5 separate regions of the Sus scrofa genome follow, and regions 1, 3, 4 and 5 are each linked to region 2. Evidence: chromatin contacts called from public Hi-C, HiChIP or PLAC-seq and promoter capture Hi-C data. All regions are on one chromosome and are shown on one strand. Each heading gives the region's core, a stretch centred on a gene start, on an enhancer-like site or on the middle of the called end of the contact. The rest is flanking DNA. Distances are from core to core; before and after follow the strand shown. Region 1 overlaps CDKL1 (cyclin-dependent kinase-like 1). Region 2 holds the start of ATL1 (atlastin-1). Region 3 holds the start of CDKL1 (cyclin-dependent kinase-like 1). Region 4 holds the start of L2HGDH (L-2-hydroxyglutarate dehydrogenase, mitochondrial). Region 5 overlaps CDKL1 (cyclin-dependent kinase-like 1).

Region 1 (3,784 bases), core at 892-3,391, 180 kb after region 2:
GGTGTAGGTTGCAGATGCAGCTCAGATCCCGCATTGTTGTGGCTGTGACATAGACCAGCAGCTGCAGCTCCCGTTTGACCCCCTAGTCTGGGAACTTCCATATGCTGCACCTGAGGCCCTAAAAAAAAAAAAAGAAAGAAAGAAAGAATGTGTGTGTGTGTGTAACTGAATCACTTTGCTGTAGAAAAAAGTTAACACAATTTCGTAAATCAGCTATACTTCGATAAAAATAAATAAAAATTTTAAAATAGTGAAAGAATGATGGTAAAGGGCCACTTTCACTTGGCGTTAGTGTCAGGGAGTGGTCGGGTGTGGTGGGAACTGTGATGAACTCAAGTATTCAGGCCTTATCTAGAGTGGACAGCTGCTTCTCAACCTCAGCTCACCAGTGCCACGGAGATCACAGGCCCAGTATTGCTAGAGCGGCATCATCTTTGAGAGAACTTGAAGACTCGGTAACAGGGTTTTGTTTTGTTTTGTTTCTTCTGGTCACACCCGAAGCATATGGAGGGTCCTGGGCCAGGGATTGAATCTGACCCACAGTTGTGACCTGTGCTACGGCTATGTCGACCCCAGATCCTTTAACCCACTGAGCTGGCTAGGAATCAAACCAGAGCCTCTGCAGTGACTCAAGCTGCTGCAGTCAGCTTCTTAACCCACTGAGCCACTGCAGGAACTCCAGTAATCGGGTTTTAAAGTAACGTTTTCTGATCTGAAATGTTGGCACATAGGTCAAAATTCTTCAAAATGCTAAGGTGAAACACTTGACCCTAGAGGATGTTGAGGCCTGAGCTTATCACAGTGGAGAGGTGGGCAGTGAGGAAGGCTTGATGACAATGTGGAGGAAGCTGCTTGTGAAGCGTATGTACCATCTCAGTTGTGTGGGTGGTGGTGGTGAGGGGGATGGACCGAGTAGAACTCAGGTTAAATTCATCAGGTAAAGACAGAGTTCTTTTTTTAATATCAGAGAAAACGCTTTACTTTGCAGCATGATAGGAAATAACCATATTCAAAACACAGAAAATAAAAAGGAGACCAAAATAAAATAGCAGCAGCAAAGTCAGGAATGTTATATAAGAGAAACTAAATCTGAGTCTGAGCCAGCCCAGGCTTCTAGATATAGAATAACTGAAGGATGGTGACTGGCCTGGGAAGAGGCACTGAGATCCAAGATTGGGCCAGCACTGGTCAGAATGCTGAGGAATAAGACCAGGCCTGATGGAGTTCCCTTGTGGAGCAGTAGGTTATGGATCTGGCATTGTCAATGCAGCGGCTTGGGTCGCTGCTTTGGTGTGGTTCCATCCCTGGCCTGGAAACCTCCATATGCCACTAGCATGGCCAGAAAAATTTTTTTAAAAGACCAGGGCTGGAAGCTTTGGCTTCACATACCCATAAACAGAAAGGAATTATAATGAAAAGAGCTCTGAAATACATCTTTGTAGTATATATGGCAATTTAGTCTATTCTATCAAGACTACTTGTCTGTATAACAAACATGTTGAGTACACCTGTGAACAGTTTATCTGTCATGTTGCTTGGCTCTTCTCATCTAATTCCTCCCAATGCCAATAAAAGAGCCCATTCAGGATTGAGGTAGAAACACCCAAACTTTCCTGACCAAGAGTCTCCATATTGGAGCCATGATGTAGACTTCCAGGCTACTAGTTGCAAACTGGTTTCAGGACCATAGGTTCCCTCGGAGTTCTGCCTCTGAAGTCAGGAGAGAGGGGTAAGGTGGATTGGAATGCTACGTCCACACCACCTGGCTCCTGCTCTCACCCATTGCACCGACACTGCTTCCACCCAGGTCTCACGATCCCCCTTTAGGAAGCTCCTGCCTTCAGGCCCTTCTCAGTCTTCTGGCCACTTGAATTTTCAGCAGCACGGTCACCACTTCCTCCTTCTGCAATGTCTCCATAGTGTCATCCGCCCCCGCCTTGGGCACCTTCTTCCCTTTCCCTTTCTCTGCTTCCTCCTCATCTACTGCATATCAGGGAGCTGGGGTTCCTCGGGACTCTTCTTTCTCACTCACTCATCTGGCCAACCCCTTCTATGCATGGCTTCACTTATACTCATGCCAGCTCCCCAGCTTTTATCTTCAGCTCACACTCTGGCCAAACTGCTGCCTCCACTTGGGTATCTCAGAGTCCCTGTCAACCCATGATGCCAAAACAGTAGTTCCTTCCCTCTAAAACCTGCCCCTCCCCTCAGTGATAGTACCACTATCCACCCATTTTGCAAACCTTTGATCATTCTCAACACACCCCTCTCCTACATCCTTCATGTCCGGTCCATCAGCATATTCTCATTATTCTAATAACAGAGTCTATCTCTGAACAGCGTCTTTCTCCCCATATCCTGCCTCTACTCTGGTCCAAGCTTTCGGCCATCAACAGACTCTTCATTGGTCTCCTCTCATCATATTGCCTCCTCTGAGCCATTCTGTATCCTGCCACCCACATGAGCTTTTAAAAATCTGAATGGTCCGGTATCACATCTTTTAAATTTCCTCCCAGTAGCTTCCCATTGCACTTAGGATAAAGTGTAAATTTCTTAGCATGTTCTGCAAGGCCCTGTAGAACCTGCCTTCTGACTGTCTCACTGACACTGGGTCCATGTGCTTGACCATTAAACCACACTCTCTCGAAGTTCCTTCAGTGACCTGAGTTCCCTCCTGGCTCAGATCCAGGCCTCTGCCAGGAAAGCTGCCACCTTCTACCATGAGGTTGCAGGTTCGGTCCCTGCCCTTGCTCAGTGGGTTAACGATCTGGCATTGCCGTGAGCTGTGGTGTAGGTTGCAGACGCGGCTCGGATCCCGCGTTGCTGTGGCTCTGGCGTAGGCCAGTGGCTACAGCTCCGATTCAACCCCTAGCCTGGGAACCTCCACATGCCGCGGGAGCGGCCCAAAGAAATAGCAAAAAGACAAAAAAAAAAAAAAAAAAAAAGATGTGCTGCATATATATATAAAAAAGAATGAAAAAAGATGTGCTGCATATATATATAAAAAAGAATGAAATAATGCTGTTTGCAACAACATGGATAGACCTAGAGATTATCATGCTAAGTGAAGTTAGAGAAAGACAAATATCATATGATATCACTTATGTATGGAGTCTAATAAAAATGATACAAAATAACTTATTTATAAAAGATAAACACAATTTTCAAAACAAAACTTACAGTTAGGAGTTTCCATTGTGGCACAGTGGAAACGAATCCTACTAGGAACCATGAGGTTGCAGGTTTGATCCCTGGCCTTGCTCAGCAGGTCAAGGATCAGGCATTGCTGTGAGCTATGGTATAGGTCACAGACAAGGCTTGGATCTGGTGTTGCTGTTGCTGTGGCTGTGTCTATGGCTGGCGGCTAGAGCTCCAATTAGATCTCTGGCCTAGGAACCTCCATGTGCTGCAGGTGCAGCCCTAAAAAGACAAAAAGACAAAAAAAATAAATAAATAGAAAATAAACAAAAACTACGGTTAGCATAGGGGAAACTGTGGCAGGGGTGGGGGGAGGAATTAGGGGGATGGGAATAACATATACACACTACTGTATAAAATAGATATTTAACCAGAACCTACTATTTGGCACAGGGAAATCTACTCAATAGTTTATAATAACAGGAAAAAAGAATGGATATATGTATAATTGATTCACTTTGCTTTACATTTGGAACTAATACAATATTGCAAGTCAACTATACTCCAATAAAAATGTTTTTAATGTTGTAAAAATAGTTTGAGAAATAACTTTGCCATACAGTAGAAATGGCACAACATTGCAAAT
Region 2 (3,537 bases), core at 794-3,293:
TGGTATAAGTAAAATAATAATTATGGTTGACATTTTTTAACCACCACATAGAATCTCGACTTTTTCCATGCTATCCACCTGTGGGCTGATGGTCAAAGCATGTGGATATGCAATTACTGGCAACATAAAACATCTGCACTCCCGGGTCTTGTTGAAGCCTAGGACCTCAAACTTTTTATGGCCTAACTCATACCAAAATTGTGTTTCGAGAATAACATGCTTAAAGGAAAACATGCTTCAGAAAGACATGTATCCTTGTTTCAAATTGGGAATTCACATTTTCCACTTTATGAAGACTTGTGAAATAAGTTTTTCTAAAGTCTTAGTATCAGGAAAAGATATGCCTCTCTCTCAATCAACTGGTTTACTGTGATCCTCAAAACACTGTAAAATGTTCTGCTTTGGCCAATTTGCTACACTGTTCTGGTATCCTATTTTTCTCTCTTTAACATCATACCTATTTCCTCATTTACTTATTTTTATCTTATGTTGTAGTATGCATTTTCTGTATGTTGCCTCAAATTCTCTGAGGAATAATGGAGATATAAATAAGAATAAGTAAATTTCAGACTAGAAAAAGGATCAATACCTATATGGTCAAAGGAGGAAAAAAAGAGTCTATGACAGTAAACAAGTACTAGGATACCAATAGAACATTTGAAAAGATTTTGAGTCATTGAAGCCAAAAGTATTTGCCCACCAAAACAAGTGCCAAGAAGCTTTGAAAGAAGGAACTGTTCTTCAACAATTTTTTCAATGCAGCAAACACATAGGCTTTGTCCATAGAGCATGTAAGTCTGAGCTTACTTATGTTCCCTAAATAAGTGCTCTTTGTGCATGGAACACAAAAAAATACATATATTCCCTGTACAGCTAAGGTGTGAAGTTAATTTGTACATTACCAAACTGATTACAATGATCAACAATAAGGGATATATTGCCCGAGAATGGAATGAATTGGATGTTCAAAGCTACAGGCCAGCATCTGTGACTTGCTCTTTTGTGATTTTTCAGTCACTAAATGGATTGGTCAAGTGTTAGCTGAATTTTTTTGTTCAAAACCTTCATTGGGCTCTACAAACAAAATCAATCTGGCAACCTTATTTCTACCTTGGAACAAGACTGGAAGTGAAACTACAAAACAGCTTGTGAAATATTCAGCCAAATTACTTCCCTAAACTCCTGTTTCATATTCTGTGCATTGTGAAGTATGTTAAAAAGCCTTTTATATTTGATAACGCCCTTTACAATCTTGTAAAATGCCTTATAAACACTTTCTCAGGTGTCGGATGCAAAACCCTACCCTCTTCAAGCTGCAGATAAGGATGTGGAGATATTGCCAAATAGGATGTCTTTTTTGTCCCAGATCACATACTGAGTAAGTGGTAGAGTCAGAACCAGGTTGTGGTCCCTGATTTTCAGCTGCTGCAGAACTCCCGACCCAATTAAAGGAACAATACCTGCGCTGAGACACTGCGTGTGCCCAACAGGGATAAGAACCACATAGACTTCCTAGGAATTCCGACTTTCGGAAATGTCTTGGGAAAACTTAGTGGAAGACAGGTTGCGCAGGTGTGCAGTGCAGCCTCAAACTGGTACCACTGGGAATGGTTTGCAAAACAGGAAGGTGCAGTTGGGTGTGCCGCGACTTAGTTAATCTGGCACTCCCCCACCTCCCTCCCGGGCGCCCCATTGCCAGATTACTTCTGGCTCAGTGCCCTCAACGAACCATTTTCTCAACTGGGAGGGCTGCGTTCCCATCGCCCTCGTGCCCACCCTACTACTCTACCCGCCACCCTCCAGGTTTACCTGACAAAGCTGGGAGCGGTTTAGCGGAGGCGCGTCAGCCCAAGAATGCCCGGGGGCGTCCGTGACCCCCAGAGTGGGGAGCAGAGCCCGGCTCAGGAAAGGACGCTCCGGGCCAGGGGGGCGCGGCGGCCCGGCCGGGAGAGTGTCGTGTCCCGAGCAGGCCTCAGGGCGGCACTCTGGTCTCGCGGCCGGCGCGCTCGGGCGGGACGCTGGGCGCCGACCCACGCTGGCCGGGAACGTGTCTCCCGGTGACGCAGCCCCGGGTGGGGAACGTGGTGCGGCGGCGGCGGCGACGGTACGCGCCTCCGCCGCCCGCGAGAGGACGTGCGGTGCAGCGAAAGGCAGCGGCGGCAGCACAGCTGGACTTGGAGGGCCGGCGGGCGCCGGGAATCAAGACGCAGGCGCCGGCGGGGAAGTAGGTCCTGGGCGCGGCGCTCAACAAAGAGCGGGGCCGCCCCCCTCAGGTACCGAGCCGGCCCCGGGCCCCGGCGGGCGGGCAGAATCCGGCCCGACAGTTCGCGGGCGGTCAGGGAGGGGGAAGGGCCGCGGCCGGAACACGGCAGCGGCGGGGCGCTGGGGACCCCTTCCAGGCCCGCTGGTAGCGGCTCCCGCTGGGGCGGAAAGGACGGGACTGGGCCGCTCGGGGTTGCAGCCTCTGCTCGTCCCTCGTGCAGGCGGAGCTGCGGGCAGAGGCTCCATGTTGGGAAGCGGCGCCGCTCGTCCTCGTTAGCGGGAATCGGGGCGCCGCGGGCACAGCCGGCGGGGGCCGGGCCCTGAACGAAGATGGAGGCCCCTCTGCGGCCTGCCGCGGACATCCTGAGGCGGAACCCGCAGCAAGACTACGAGCTCGTTCAGAGGGTCGGCAGCGGCACCTACGGGGACGTCTATAAGGTGAGGCAGGCCAGGCTCTTTTCCTGCGGTCCGCTGGCTCCCGGGAATAGGGCCACTTTCTGAGGAAGTGTGAGAAGGAAGGAGGATGCTTTTGTTGTTGCATCTTGGAGATGCCGCGGCCGGGTCCCATTTACTCCATTCGGAGCGCCTTCTAATCCATGCTTGCACTGATCGCTCCAACAAGCAGAACTAACTACACCTTTGCGAACCACCGTTGTACTTTTTTTGTGCGTGTGTGTGGTATAAAGGCTTTTTAATGCTTATTTATGGTATCCAAGAAAGTTCGAATCTGCTTATGGAGTTGCGCTTGAGGATATTCTTGTCTTAACATGGAAAAAATGCTTCCTGGAAGACAGTAGACAAGGAAATATATTGACGTTCTCACATTTTCACAAAAAACTTTTTGATGGATGATGCTGTTTTAAAAAGTCCTTTGAAACCCCAGTCTCTCAATTTTAACTGTAAGTAGTCTAATGCTGGGTCAAAGTGATGTGTGCACAAACATTATCCTATGCAGAACAATGCTTTTCCTGGTAGAAGTTTTGGCATTTGTATCTGATGATGATTTTCTAATTCTTCTTTGGCAATTCCTCTCTCTGGGATTGATAACATCCCATGACCCAGAATAGTTAAGAGCAGCTGTCTTTTTAATTGTGCTCTTTTGCTTTATTTGAGACAAATGATGGGAATGAGTTACTCTTAGTTTGAAAAAAAAAAAAAAAAAAAGTCACAGGCAAGCAAACCCAGTTCCCGAAATCCACCGAGTTCTTGAAGGATCAAGAGGAAAGAGATTGTTTCAGATTGCCTTATGCTTTTTTGTTCTCTGTTCCAAAAAGG
Region 3 (3,798 bases), core at 1,112-3,611, 150 kb after region 2:
AAATTACAATTAAAGAGAACTTTCTCAATGTAATAAAGGGCTTCTGTGTTAGTTCTATATTGCTGTGTAACAAGCCCAAAACATAAATGTCAAGCAGTTATTGTCTCACAATTTCTGGAGGCTGGAAATCTAGGTATGACTTATCTAGGTATCTCTAAATCAAGGTGTCCCACAAAAGTGAATTTATATTGTTAGCTGGGGCTACAATCTCATCCAAACAAAGACTTACGGAAACAGAGATGGTGATAGGGAGATCCACTTCCAAGCTCACACACAAGGTTGTTGGCAGGACTCAATTCTTCACAGAATACTGGATTGAGTCTTCTTGGCTTCCTCAATTCCTTGCCATAGGGCATCTCACAACATGGCACCTGGATTCCCTCAGAGGAAGTGAGTGAGAGAGTACAAGAGTACTCAAGGCAGAAATCATAGTCTCTTCATAACCAAATCCCAGAAGTGATATTCCATTATGTTAAACATACTTTATTCCTTAGAAGCAAGTCACTAGGTCAAGCCTACACTGAATGGCAGTGGAGTATACAAAGGCATGACTACCATGAGGTAGGGATCATTAAGGGCCATCTCAGAGGTTGCCTACCACGACCTCTACGAAGAAATCTAGTTAGCATCATACCTAATGGTGCAAGACTGAATGTTTTCCTCCTAAAATCACTAATAAGGATGTCTGCTCTCACCACTTCTATTTGCTACTACACTGGAGGACATACCAAGTGCAATAAGGCAGGAAAAACAAAGAAAAAGCATTCCAGTTACGAAAAACAAAAACTGCTTCTATTTGCAGATGACATGATTGTCCAAAAAAAAAAAAAAAAACCACAAGGAACTTAAAAAACCCTTCTAGAATCTATAAGTGAGAAAACATACAGGTGGCAAATTAGCATTTGAAAAACTGCTCAATGTTAGTCATTAGGGAAATGCAAATTAAAATCACAAGTGACCATCATCCACTTATTAGAACGGCTGAATCAAAAGAACTGAATACCGGAGTTCCTGTAGTGGCGCAGTGGTTAACAAATCCGACTAGGAACCATGAGGTTGTGGGTTCGGTCCCTGCCCTTGCTCAGTGGGTTAACGATCAGGTGTTGCTGTGAGCTGTGGTGTAGGTCGCAGACTCGGCTCGTATCCCGCGTTGCTGTGGCTCTGGCGTAGGCTGGCAGCTACAGCTCCGATTCGACCCCTAGGCTGGGAACCTCCATATGCCGTGGGAGCAGCCCAAGAAATAGCAAAAAGACAAAAAAAAAAAAAAAAAAAAAAAAAAAACTGAATACCAATTGCTGGCAAAGACACAGAGTAATTGGAACATTGTGGGCAGGAATGTAAAATGGTAGTTACTTTGGAAAACATTTTAGCAGTCATTTACAATAACATATACTTAACATATGACCCAGCAGTACTCCTCCTAAGTATTATCTTCCCAAGAGAAACAAAAACATATGTTCAAACCAAAGACCATGCATGAATGTTTAGAGTGGCTTAGTTTATACTCTCCAAAGCTGGAAACAACTCAAATGTTCTTCAATTGGGGTTAACAAACTATGGCTTATCCATACAGTGGAATACTACTCACTAATAAAAAGTAACAAACTGCTGATAAATGCAGCAACGTGGATGAATCTCCAATACATTATATTGAATGAAAGCTGCTTAGCCTCAAAAGGCTACATAATATATATTTCCATTTATATGACATCTGGAAGAGGCATAAAAACAGAAAACACATGAGTGGTTGCTGTTTAGAAACAATTTCTGGGAGGTTCACAGACCACCTTTAGCCCATCCCTGGACCCCATCTATATGCCACTCCATTTTCAAAGCAGCCACCAATCTCTCTCCTTCCACCTTCATCCTGAACCCTATCTTGATTTACATTTAGTGGTATTCTGCTTGGCACAGGACTGGTACTTGTGTCATAGGCGGTATGCTAATTTTCCCTCCTCAGGTATTGCTTCTAGGGCTAACATCATCTCAGTGCTAGGCATATGTAACAAGACAGAAGATAAAGTTTTGAGGCAATCTGCCCAGAGACAAATTACCTTATTTCACGATTTCCCCAGGTCCATTAACTTTCCACCATTGTGCTCAGACCTGACAAGTAGAAGCCAGTTGGGAGAAGGATGGAAATGTGGAACAGAAAACAGGGCAGGCTCCGTAAGCCTCTATTTCTCACATTATAAATCTCAGCTACAGTGCAAGTCAGCGGTCAAGGACCATATCCCCTCTGCCCCCACTCCTCCACCCAAGCTAGTGGGGGATAATTTCTGACTTTAACCAGTTTTACTCATCTTACCGCCCTCTTCCTCTTTTCCTCTCTCCCTTTTTTCCATTCATTCCTTTCTGGCGGCTACCGCATTGAGGTAGAAACTGCCTTCAAGGCGTTTACAGTCTGGTAGAGAATACCGGCGAGTAATCAGTTACACCGCAGCGAGGTACAGGCCGCGGGGAGGGGGGGGGGGGGCCTCCTGGCGCAGGCGTCTTCCCAGCCGACTTTGCCAGAGCTGCTTTCTCCACAACCTGCTGGAGTTTGCAATCTGAAGGCCTTCTCTCCCCGGCTGAGGAACTAGCAGGGACCCCTGCCCACGTTCAGAACAGCTCCTCCAGCGCGGCAAGGGCCGTCCACGCGGGCCCTCCGCCGTGGCCAAGATCGTGGCCGCTCCGGGAGGGAAGCCGGGGCGCGGCGGTCCCGCACAGGCCAGCCCGGGGCGGAGGCCCGTTCCCATAGGGATCGCGGGCGGGCCGGCGGCCACCCAGCCGGGGGAGAGTCTGCGAGGCGGGAGCGAGGTCAGGCCCGGCAGCCGCGGCGCTGTGAGTCCCGGGCGAGGAGGGAGACGCGAGCCCGGGCGCCACGTGGCGCCGTTCGAGGCTGCGCGGCGCGGGCCGGGACGCGGGTGGGAAGCCGGGAGGCGCTGGGGGCTTTTCTCAGTTGCGGCGGGGCGGAAGAGGTGGCCCGGGAGGCGGAGGGACCGCGCGGCCCGGCTCCTCGCTGGGCTCCGGACCAGCCCCGGGAGGTGCGGGGCTGTTGGGCGCGGGGCGAGCGCCTTGCCGGGCTCTCCCCCGTCCCGCCCGTCCTCGCCGCGCCCCGTCCTACTTACCCCGCCCCGCCCCCGGGGAGCAGGGAGGTGTCTTCTTGCCGAAGGGAAATGAGACCCGATATTAGAACCAGGGAAGCCCTTAGCGGTCCTGGCCCTCCAGCCAGCTCAGGTGTCTTAGATCGGATAAACTTAACATTAAAAAAGATAGATTGTCTTACAACTCGATTCGTTTTGGGATGGCAGGTTACATTTTAACTTGCAGGGTATATAACAGACGATTAAACTTTGGGTTACCGGAGGCCGCTAACTCTCATCCTTGATCGAGTGGCCACGGCTGAGAGAAGAGGCTTTAAGGGAATGGGTCAATTCTTAATTCTTTAGTAAGTGCTGTTGTTCTGTTCTAGGTCCTTGACAAAGACCCATCGTTGAGTGGGGCACTAGTGCAAGCTTCATGCTGATATTTTATCAGCGACATTGTCAAACTATGTGAAGATTCATTTTAAGAAGATTTATTTATCTGTGATGGAGAAGTATGAAAAAATTGGGAAAATAGGCGAAGGATCCTATGGAGTTGTTTTCAAATGCAGAAATAGAGACACGGGTCAGATTGTGGCCATCAAGAGGTTTTTGGAATCCGAAGATGACCCTGTGATAAAGAAAATCGCCCTTCGAGAAATCCGCATGCTAAAGGTAATGACTTCTGAATTTTCAGACACTAAAAAAAAATTTAAAAAAAAATTAAAGTGGG
Region 4 (4,074 bases), core at 308-2,807, 230 kb after region 2:
GCCAGCAGAGGGATCCTGGTGGTGATGGCACTGTGCTACAGCTTGACTTGTGGATACAAGAATCTACATACATATGCCATAGAAGTATTCAGAACTACATACATACATGTAAAACGAGGGGTACCTGAATAAGATCCATGGCCTGTGTCGATGTCATTTTCCTGGTTGTGATATTGTATGATCATTTTAGAAGATGTTATCACTTGACTGTTTCTTACAACTACATGGGAATCTACAATTAGCTCAAAATGAAAAATCGAACTAAAAACTATTTCTTTTTTTTTCATTTGTGATGAACGAGCAGGTAACATTCCACAATGTCTTCACAAATAAAGAAAATATGTACAACTGTCCAGGTGATAAAACCATTTAAACATAACAAAAGCCATCATTTTATTGAACACTTTTCTGTGCTAAACATCTGATAAGCCTTATATCATATAATCTGCAAAAAAAGCCCTATGAGGGAGAACTCCTAGTTCACAGAGGAGGTTCTGAGGCGAAGAGGTGAAATGACTTCCCCAAGCTACCTGATTAATAAGTGGAGCCAAATTCAGAGAGGTATCAAGCCCTTCCAGCAATAAGGCTACATCATTCTATTTTCGTTCCCTTCAGCTGTCCTGACCCTAAAGATTAAAAACTTCCATCAAGCATAGGGAGCATAGCGATAAACAGGCATAGCGATACAGAATCACGTAGTTTTACAAAGGTCTTTCAAAGATCACATAGTCCACTTCCTTCATTTTACAGATAAACAGATCTGAAGTGACCTGCACAGGTGAGTCGCTATTCTTAGCCCCGCACAGCATATTTAAAACTGTATCTCGGTCCAGGATTTAAGAAAAGGAAACAGATTGCTAAATAATTATAGAGACCAAGCCCTCTGGTTCACCAAGCCTCTTAATATTTAAAGGACCAATAAATGACTGAAAGAATGACGCGCTAGGAGGCCCATATATAGAAGTCCAGGAAACTGCAGGCTAACAGGCGTTGCCATGACAGACCCTCGGTTCGAATGAAGCTAGGGCGGGGCAGCGAGCGCCCCTACGTGGGTGGGAGACTGCGGTGCCCAGCAAAGGGCCTTGAGTGACGTGGAGAGGGGTTGAGAGGGGGTGGGGCCTCCGGTGCGGGGCGGGGCCTTGAGTGACGCGGGGCTGGGCTTCGAGAGTCGCAGACAGAGGGAGGTTGAGAAGGCGGGGCCTAGAAAAGGGAGGTTGTTGGGCCTGCCCAAACCAAAATTTTTTCCATAATCATCCCCCGACTTTCTCTCGCGGCCCCGAGTCCACTCGGCAGCGAAGTCGAGGACGCGAGAGTCGGCACGCCAGATTTTCAGTCTGCCCAGCTAGGGCAGAAGGGAAAAGGCAGAGCGTAACCACCCCCTAGTCCCGCCCCGCTCGGGGACTAGCTCCTTACTCACAGCGTCGAAGGGAGGGAGGGAGCGAGTGAGCGTCCCTGGCGTCTACGGTAGCGCCGGCCTGCCCTTCGCCCTTTGCCGCGCGCGCCCATTGGCCATTAATGGCGGCTCCCACGTGAGGCAAAGGCGCGCCTCTCATTGGCCCCTGCGCAAGAGGCGGGGCTAGACAGCACTGGGACTTGGGCAGTGCTGGGATCCAGGGCCGCTTCTGGGGCTTGAGGCAGGGTAGGAGTGGGGCACCGGTGATGGTGCCGGCGCTGCGTTACCTGGGCAGCGTCTACGGACGTGCCCGCGGGGCTTTCTCCGGAGGCTTCCTCGCTGCTGGCGCGCCCGCGCCAGGGAACCTCTGGCTGTTGTGCCAAGGTGGCCGCAGAGCCAGCACCAGGTGAGTAGCCGCTGGCCCGCCCCCGCCGCTTGCGCTGCTTCTCTCAGAAGTGCCTGGTGCTGGACCTCTGCCCTTGCTCTGTTTCCCTGTCCTAGGCGCGAGAGAAGGTCGAGATCTTGTGCAGCCCGGGCTCCAACCTCTGATCCCAGGAGCTACCTGCTGGAATCGTTCGTAGTGTCTGTGAGGAAAAGAGTAAGAAAGGCAGTGTTGAGTAGAGGTCAAGAATACTTGAGGCTTTGAATACAAATCCACCACCTCCTAGTCCACTCTGGGAGGGTTACTTAAGCTCCTTAAAGGCTCAGCTGTGAATAGGATCCTAGTCTATTGCGTAGGTGGTCGTTTGCGGGATTAAAGGACCTAGCACACTGTAAACAATCAAATAGGCTGTTTATTCGCTGGCCTCCATGGTTTTACTTGGAAGGTCTGAAACCGGTCTTAAATCAGTTCTTGGCACACACATGCTGCATAGAGTTGCCCCTGTGAGAAGCAGCTCAGTTAGTTGCTAGGCAAACCCTGCAGAATTCAGCATCCTGTGATTCGAAGTTTGGAGACTTTCTCTGCTATCTGTAGAGGGAATGGTTTATGCGAAGGTTTCAAAGCTGGAAAGTTCTTGGTTGTTGAGAGAACTAGAATGTGAGCAAGATCAGTGTGACTGGAGCTTAGAGGAACAGAGACCGTGTGGAGAGGGGCTGCACCACAGCAGGGTTTTTGTGTTAACTATGTATGAAACCTTGTTCTAAGACCGCTAGGAGTCTTTTAGAGGATTTCTAAGAAGTGATTAAATGTTGATGTTTCAAAAGTTGACTCTGGCTGCTATGTATTAGTAGATTGGAGAGGGGTTAGAGTGGAATAGGATTTAGTGATTCATCGTGTGGGTATGTAGACAGTTCTTTTAGGAACTTTTTCTTAAGAGAAGAAAAGTAAGGTGAGTGAAGTTTCATTTATACTTTTTATTTTGAGGTAATTAAAGATCCATAGGAAGTTTAAAAAGAGCAGAGAGTACTCATGTAGCCTTTTTCACCCAATTTACCCCAATAATAACATCTTACATAACTGTAATACAGTATCAAAACTAGGAAATTGACGTTGGTACAATCCATAGACCTTGTTCAGATTTCATCATTTAAATGCACTCATTTGTGTATTTGTGTGTGTTTCTATGCAGTTTAATCACATGTGTTAATTTGGGTAACTGCCACCACAATTAAGAAACAAATGTTCCATCAGTACAGAGATTTTGTTACCCACCCCTTTGTGTTCACACCTCATCTCTCCACCTTTTCTCACCATTGGCAACCACAAATTTTTAGCTCTATGGTTTGGTAATTTTGAGAATGTTATGTAAGTGGAATTACACAATACGTAACCTTTTGAGATTGGCTTTTTTCACACAGCGTAATATCCTTGCAATCAATCCAAGGTGTTGCCTGTGTTGATAGTGGGTTCCATTTAATTGTTGAGTAGCACTCTGTGGTGTTAGATGTATTACACTTTGCTTAACCAGTTGAATGGTATCTGGGCTATTTCCAGTTTTGACTATTATGAATAAAGCTGCTATGAACACATGTACAGATTTTTGTAGGCACATTAAGTTTTCATTTCTCTGCGATAAATTCCAAAGAGTGCAATTGCTAAGACGTGTAGTACGCACAGGTATAGTTTCTGAGGAAACTGCCATGCTCTTTTTCCAGAATGGCTGTACTGTTTTACATTCCTACCAGCAATGTGTGGTTGGTCTAGTTCCTCTCATCCTCATCAATGTTTAGTTATCACTTAAAAAAAAAAAAAAGCCATTCTGAAAGGGGTCTGGTGATACCTTATTGTAGTTTTAGTTTGCATTTCCCTAATGACTGAAGGTACTGAGCGTATTTTCATGTTCTTTATTGCCATCATATCTATTCTTTATGATGAAATGTTTGCTTATATCTTTTGCCTGTTCTCTAAATGACTTGTTTGTTTTTTATGTATATGAGAAATGAGTCCTTTGTCAGCTATATAGTTCACAAATAAGTGTTTTCTCACAATTTATTTGTTGTCCTCTTACCCTCTTAACAGGGTCATTTGCAGAGCAATTTATCAATTTTTTTCTTTTATGGATCATGCTTTTGGTGTGAACACTTCATCTAGCCCTAGATACCAAAGATTTTCTCCTGTTTTCTTCTCAAATTTTTAGTGTGAATGTTTGATGATAATGAAAAACTGATAATTTTTTTTTAGTTAGAATAACAACATTGGAGTTCCCATTATGGTTCAGCAGGTTAAGAACCTGACATAG
Region 5 (3,855 bases), core at 924-3,423, 200 kb after region 2:
GGTAGGTGTTCATAAGTACTTGTTGAAATCCCTGTGGGTCTTCATGGTCCCTCCCTGAAGAAGTAGATCTACCTGTTGGTACCTTGTGTCCCTGGAATTCAGCAGTGTTCTGATCACACGTTCTTTACACTTTGGACTCCTGGGATGCCTGACCCATGAGTGAGAAGGCTGTACACTTCACCTAGGATTTTTCACTATTTAGGCTTGTCTTGGTTTACGTCTTTCTATTATTGAGCTGAATTCCATGGCAACACTAAAGAATGTGTCTTTGTTGCTTCTTCTTCTTTTTTTATTAGGGTACCAGAACATCTCGTGAAGAGCATAACTTGGCAGACATTGCAAGCTATAAATTTTTGCCATAAACACAATGTAAGTCTCATGATCTCCCTCTGAGAAATCAAAAGGCTGCCCTTCAGCTGAGGTGGAGCCTTTGCACAAAGTTTTTATCATGCTTTTGTGGACAGAAAATCACTCAAATCTTAAGTCTGGTTGGGATAAGTGGAGGCCAAAAATGCCAACCTAGTGTTTCCTTCCTGTTTAGGTTTTAAAGATGTATTTTTATGATTTTAAGACAGTAGTTATATTTGCACTGATAAGAGATTGTTCAGATTTAAGGCAGAATCCCATTCACTCAGAGCCTGTGTTCATCTGATACCGTCCAGATACTATGGAACTGGGGAGGGGACCCTGGGTGATGCACACCTGTTGAGTTGCAGTAGGTGGAGTCCCAAGTGTCACACACACATGCGCATGTCTGCATTGGTGAGATAGGTGATCCACATCTGCCACAAAGCCACCAGTGGGAGCCTCTTTGATACCAGGCCTGGTGGGAGGCATGGTAGCCCCTTGCCCAGGTGGTGCGGCTTCATAGATACTGGGAAGCCTCCAGCTCTCCCCGGTACAACAGTGCCCACTCCCTGCACACAGAAGCCAGACTCCAGTATCAGAGCTTCGTTTTGGGCACAAGGGCAATTTGACTGCAGTATGTCATCCTAACAACTGCCAGGGGCAGTTTACAGGTGGTGCTGAATCCCCTTCCTTATGCTGTCCTAAGTGATTTTTTTTTCCCTAAAGCTGCTTTCCCAGAAGAAGAAAACCTGAGAGTAGCCAGGACTCCGCTCCTACTGAGCTGCCACCTAACTGAAAGCTACCATCCTCATCCAAGTGCACACATGCCAGGGAGCATGGACACCTTATACGTGTTGCTCTTGTCTGCAAGTAAGGGTTAGCAGCTTTCCTGAGAGCGAAGTTTTAGGATGAGGGAGCAAGAGAGCCATAGAAAGACCCTGGTAGAGAAAAGCAGACTCTAAGAACAAATATATATAACTGCACACTGCAGTTCCCTGGAGAGCCCCGAAGCTGTTTGGCCACATGTGCATGTGGGGAGGGTTTAGAAACTTGTCAAGAATTCCCAGAACAGAATAGGAGCACATTCTTGCTCACAAGTACTTCTGGCCATCTGTCATGATATTCAGGGGTGTATCCATTTATAGTAATATAGGAAGCCAGTGGTTTTTTAAAAAAAAAGTGGAGCTCTCAGGGCCATTACTTGCTGAGAACTAGATAGATAGTAATAAAATAATTCTGAAATCGTCTCCCCACATTTTTCCAGAATAAAAAATACTCTTGGGGAAACACTAACACTGAACTGTCACCCGGAAGGTCCTTTGGAGTGAAAACTAGGCCAGGCACAAGAGGGACCTCTGTACTCTGTCCAGATTCTAGAAAGTCAAGAATAACCCCAGGGTTTCAGCCAAAAGCCAAAGAGGGTCTCTCAGATTGCAAAAAGATCCAGCATTCTTCTCCAGAGAGGAAGACGGTTGGAAGGGAAGATTAACCTGAACAGTATTTTGATCCAACGGTTGTTTTTATGTAATTGTTAATTAGGTTGTTGATTTGTTCCTTGCCAAAAAAACCTTGTAATTTAATAAGAAAATCATGTGGAAGTTCTTAAGCATTCTTGTAACACCATCCTGTTGAAGAATGTCAGCTGGGGTTTGGAAACCACAGGTGATTTGTGTCTAAACTATGGCAGGCTGGAGGCGGCAGTAAGCCAGCTTGATGTATGTGGGATGGAGCTGACATCTAGCAACTCCCCAGAGGGTGAGCACTGCCTACCCTTGTTTATCTTGTGAGGACGAATGTCGGAGCTGGAAGGGAGGTCTCTTGGCAAGCTCCTGCTTCCCTCCCCCTTCTTTTCCCCAGCTTATCTCTGCAGGCCCAGGGCTTGTCCTGTTTACCAGGAGGAATGTGTTCTGTTCTCAGTTAAACAACTGGATCATGAATTCTGCTTATGCACCGACTTGCAGCTTTTGCAACCATGATGCAGGCCTCACCAAGAGCCTTTTAGTATTTTCCCTGTTACCTACAGTAGCCAGATTAAATATTAGACAGACTTATATTAAAAAAATTGTTTGTTGTTTATCTGGCTACCCTACTTTCATTTTTCCTTTCACATTGGTTGGTCCTTTGGGGCCCTAAGGAATTTGGGCTGATTCATACTGTGATGGGTTTGATGCTTATTTTAGGCTGCTGTTTTGTAGACTGTTTTCCAAAAGGCCACTGAGATTCAGATGATTTCTCAAATATCTGATTAAATATTCATGTTTTATTTATCTCATGTATTATAGTTGTTCCTTTATAATCTGCTTTGGTTTGATGTTTATGACTAGTGCATACACAGAGACGTGAAGCCAGAAAACATCCTCATCACAAAACATTCAGTGATTAAGCTTTGTGACTTTGGATTTGCTCGGCTTTTGAGTGAGTATTGAAGTATTCTTTAGGCAAATGTCAGAGGCAGAAAGATTCCTTATGTGATAAAGGACTTAAATGCTATAGAAAACTAGTTCTTATATACTTGGGGCATAAGCTTACTATAAATTATAATTCTGCATGACTTCCTGTTGTGGCTCAGCATTGACAAATGGGACTATTATCCATGAGAATGCAGGTTCGACCCCTGGCTTCACTCAGTGGGTTAAGGATTCGACATTGCTATGAGCTGTGGTGTAGGTCACAGATGCAGCTTGGATTCCACAGTTGCTGTGGCTGTGGTGTAGGTCAGCAGCTGTAGCTCCGATTCAACCCCAGCCTGGGAACTTCCATATGCTGCAGGTGGGGGCCGAAAAAAGCCAAAAAATATATGTATATGATTCTGCAGTTATTGAAAATACGTAGACATATAGTGGTTTAAAAATGTATATTGTATGTAAATTTTACCACTGTAAAGTGCTTATTAAAAAGTGCATTTCCCTCCTGTTTTTTACCTTTTTTTTGCTAAAACAGTACTTTTTAGAAGTATTTTTTTTTTTTTTTGGCTGCTCCCCCGACTTGCAGAAGTTCCCAGGCCAGGGATCAAAACTACGCCACAGCTGTAGCCCAAGCCACAGCAGTGACAATGCCTGATTTTTGAACTGCTGTGCCACCAAGGGAGTCCAGAAGTTCTATTTTAGAAGAATAGTTTTCAACTTTGGCTACAGATTAGAATCATCTGGGAAACTATAAAAACTATACTGGTACCCCTCCAGGAGTTCTGGTTTAATTGGACTGGGGTGGAGCTCTAACATCAGTGATTTTTTTTTTTTTTTTTTTTCCTTTTGAGGGCCACACCTGCAGCATATGGAGGTTCCCAGGCTACGGGTCTAATCGGAGCTACAGCTGCTGGCCTATGCCACAGCCGTAGTAACACCAGATCCGAGCTGTGTCTGTGACCTACACCACAGCTCACGGCAACGCTGGATCCTTAACCCACTGAGCAAGGCCAGGGATCAAACCCGCAACCTCATGGTTCCTAGTTGGATTTGTTTCTGCTGCGCCACAACAGGAACTCCTAGTATCAGTGATTTTTAAAAA

The links. Promoter capture Hi-C pulls out the DNA fragments that hold promoters and counts their contacts. Hi-C and Micro-C count contacts between places; a contact is called where the count stands out from the background. HiChIP or PLAC-seq counts read pairs in DNA pulled down with a chosen protein or histone mark.
Region 1: a Hi-C map of fetal liver shows a contact between it and region 2, with 2.1 times the contacts expected there. The contact joins the enhancer-like site here to the promoter of ATL1 in region 2. A contact is called at or near these places in 1 of 5 promoter capture datasets (fetal liver), 2 of 47 Hi-C or Micro-C datasets (fetal liver and retroperitoneal adipose tissue) and 2 of 2 datasets of contacts at active chromatin or transcription factors (alveolar macrophages and skeletal muscle).
Region 3: a contact with region 2 is called in a promoter capture Hi-C map of fetal liver, with 4 times the contacts expected there. The contact joins the promoter of CDKL1 here to the promoter of ATL1 in region 2. A contact is called at or near these places in 2 of 5 promoter capture datasets (fetal liver and liver), 2 of 47 Hi-C or Micro-C datasets (fetal liver and fibroblasts) and 1 of 2 datasets of contacts at active chromatin or transcription factors (skeletal muscle).
Region 4: a Hi-C map of brain shows a contact between it and region 2, with 15 times the contacts expected there. The contact joins the promoter of L2HGDH here to the promoter of ATL1 in region 2. A contact is called at or near these places in 1 of 5 promoter capture datasets (fetal liver), 19 of 47 Hi-C or Micro-C datasets (alveolar macrophages, blood, brain and 10 more) and 2 of 2 datasets of contacts at active chromatin or transcription factors (alveolar macrophages and skeletal muscle).
Region 5: an H3K27ac HiChIP or PLAC-seq map of skeletal muscle shows a contact between it and region 2. The contact joins the enhancer-like site here to the promoter of ATL1 in region 2. A contact is called at or near these places in 1 of 5 promoter capture datasets (liver), 13 of 47 Hi-C or Micro-C datasets (embryonic fibroblasts, fetal liver, fetal skeletal muscle and 7 more) and 1 of 2 datasets of contacts at active chromatin or transcription factors (skeletal muscle).

What each region holds. Positions count from the first base shown.
Region 1 is chr1:180,113,703-180,117,486 of Sscrofa11.1, reverse strand. The region is part of intron 2 of CDKL1 (cyclin-dependent kinase-like 1); the gene reads left to right. Among named protein-coding and RNA genes, the nearest start is that of CDKL1, 30 kb to the left of the region's middle. Within about 2 kb of position 2,141, at least 2 of the 83 cell types and tissues checked have an H3K27ac peak or open chromatin away from gene starts, as enhancers often do. A contact at or near this core is called in fetal liver, where this site is marked.
Region 2 is chr1:180,297,940-180,301,476 of Sscrofa11.1, reverse strand. It overlaps ATL1 (atlastin-1), which reads right to left and starts at 2,043. Exons shown (of 15, transcript XM_021101558.1): 1 at 1,810-2,043. MAP4K5 (mitogen-activated protein kinase kinase kinase kinase 5) reads left to right here and starts at 1,986. Exons shown (of 33, transcript XM_021101533.1): 1 at 1,986-2,273; 2 at 2,484-2,700. The coding sequence starts at 2,593.
Region 3 is chr1:180,144,414-180,148,211 of Sscrofa11.1, reverse strand. CDKL1 (cyclin-dependent kinase-like 1) reads left to right here and starts at 2,361. Exons shown (of 10, transcript XM_021101475.1): 1 at 2,361-2,447; 2 at 3,455-3,740. The coding sequence starts at 3,573. It overlaps LOC110262144 (a long non-coding RNA gene), which reads right to left and starts at 3,199. Exons shown (of 4, transcript XR_002346745.1): 1 at 3,111-3,199; 2 at 2,055-2,404; 3 at 230-371.
Region 4 is chr1:180,066,651-180,070,724 of Sscrofa11.1, reverse strand. It overlaps L2HGDH (L-2-hydroxyglutarate dehydrogenase, mitochondrial), which reads left to right and starts at 1,557. Exons shown (of 10, transcript XM_001926818.5): 1 at 1,557-1,799. The coding sequence starts at 1,660. ATP5S (ATP synthase subunit s, mitochondrial) reads right to left here and starts at 1,568. Exons shown (of 5, transcript XM_013993389.2): 1 at 1,418-1,568. The coding sequence starts at 1,553.
Region 5 is chr1:180,094,304-180,098,158 of Sscrofa11.1, reverse strand. CDKL1 (cyclin-dependent kinase-like 1) reads left to right here. Exons shown (of 10, transcript XM_021101475.1): 4 at 297-369; 5 at 2,673-2,763. Among named protein-coding and RNA genes, the nearest start is that of L2HGDH, 27 kb to the right of the region's middle. Within about 2 kb of position 2,173, at least 37 of the 83 cell types and tissues checked have an H3K27ac peak or open chromatin away from gene starts, as enhancers often do. A contact at or near this core is called in embryonic fibroblasts, fetal liver, fetal skeletal muscle and 5 more, where this site is marked.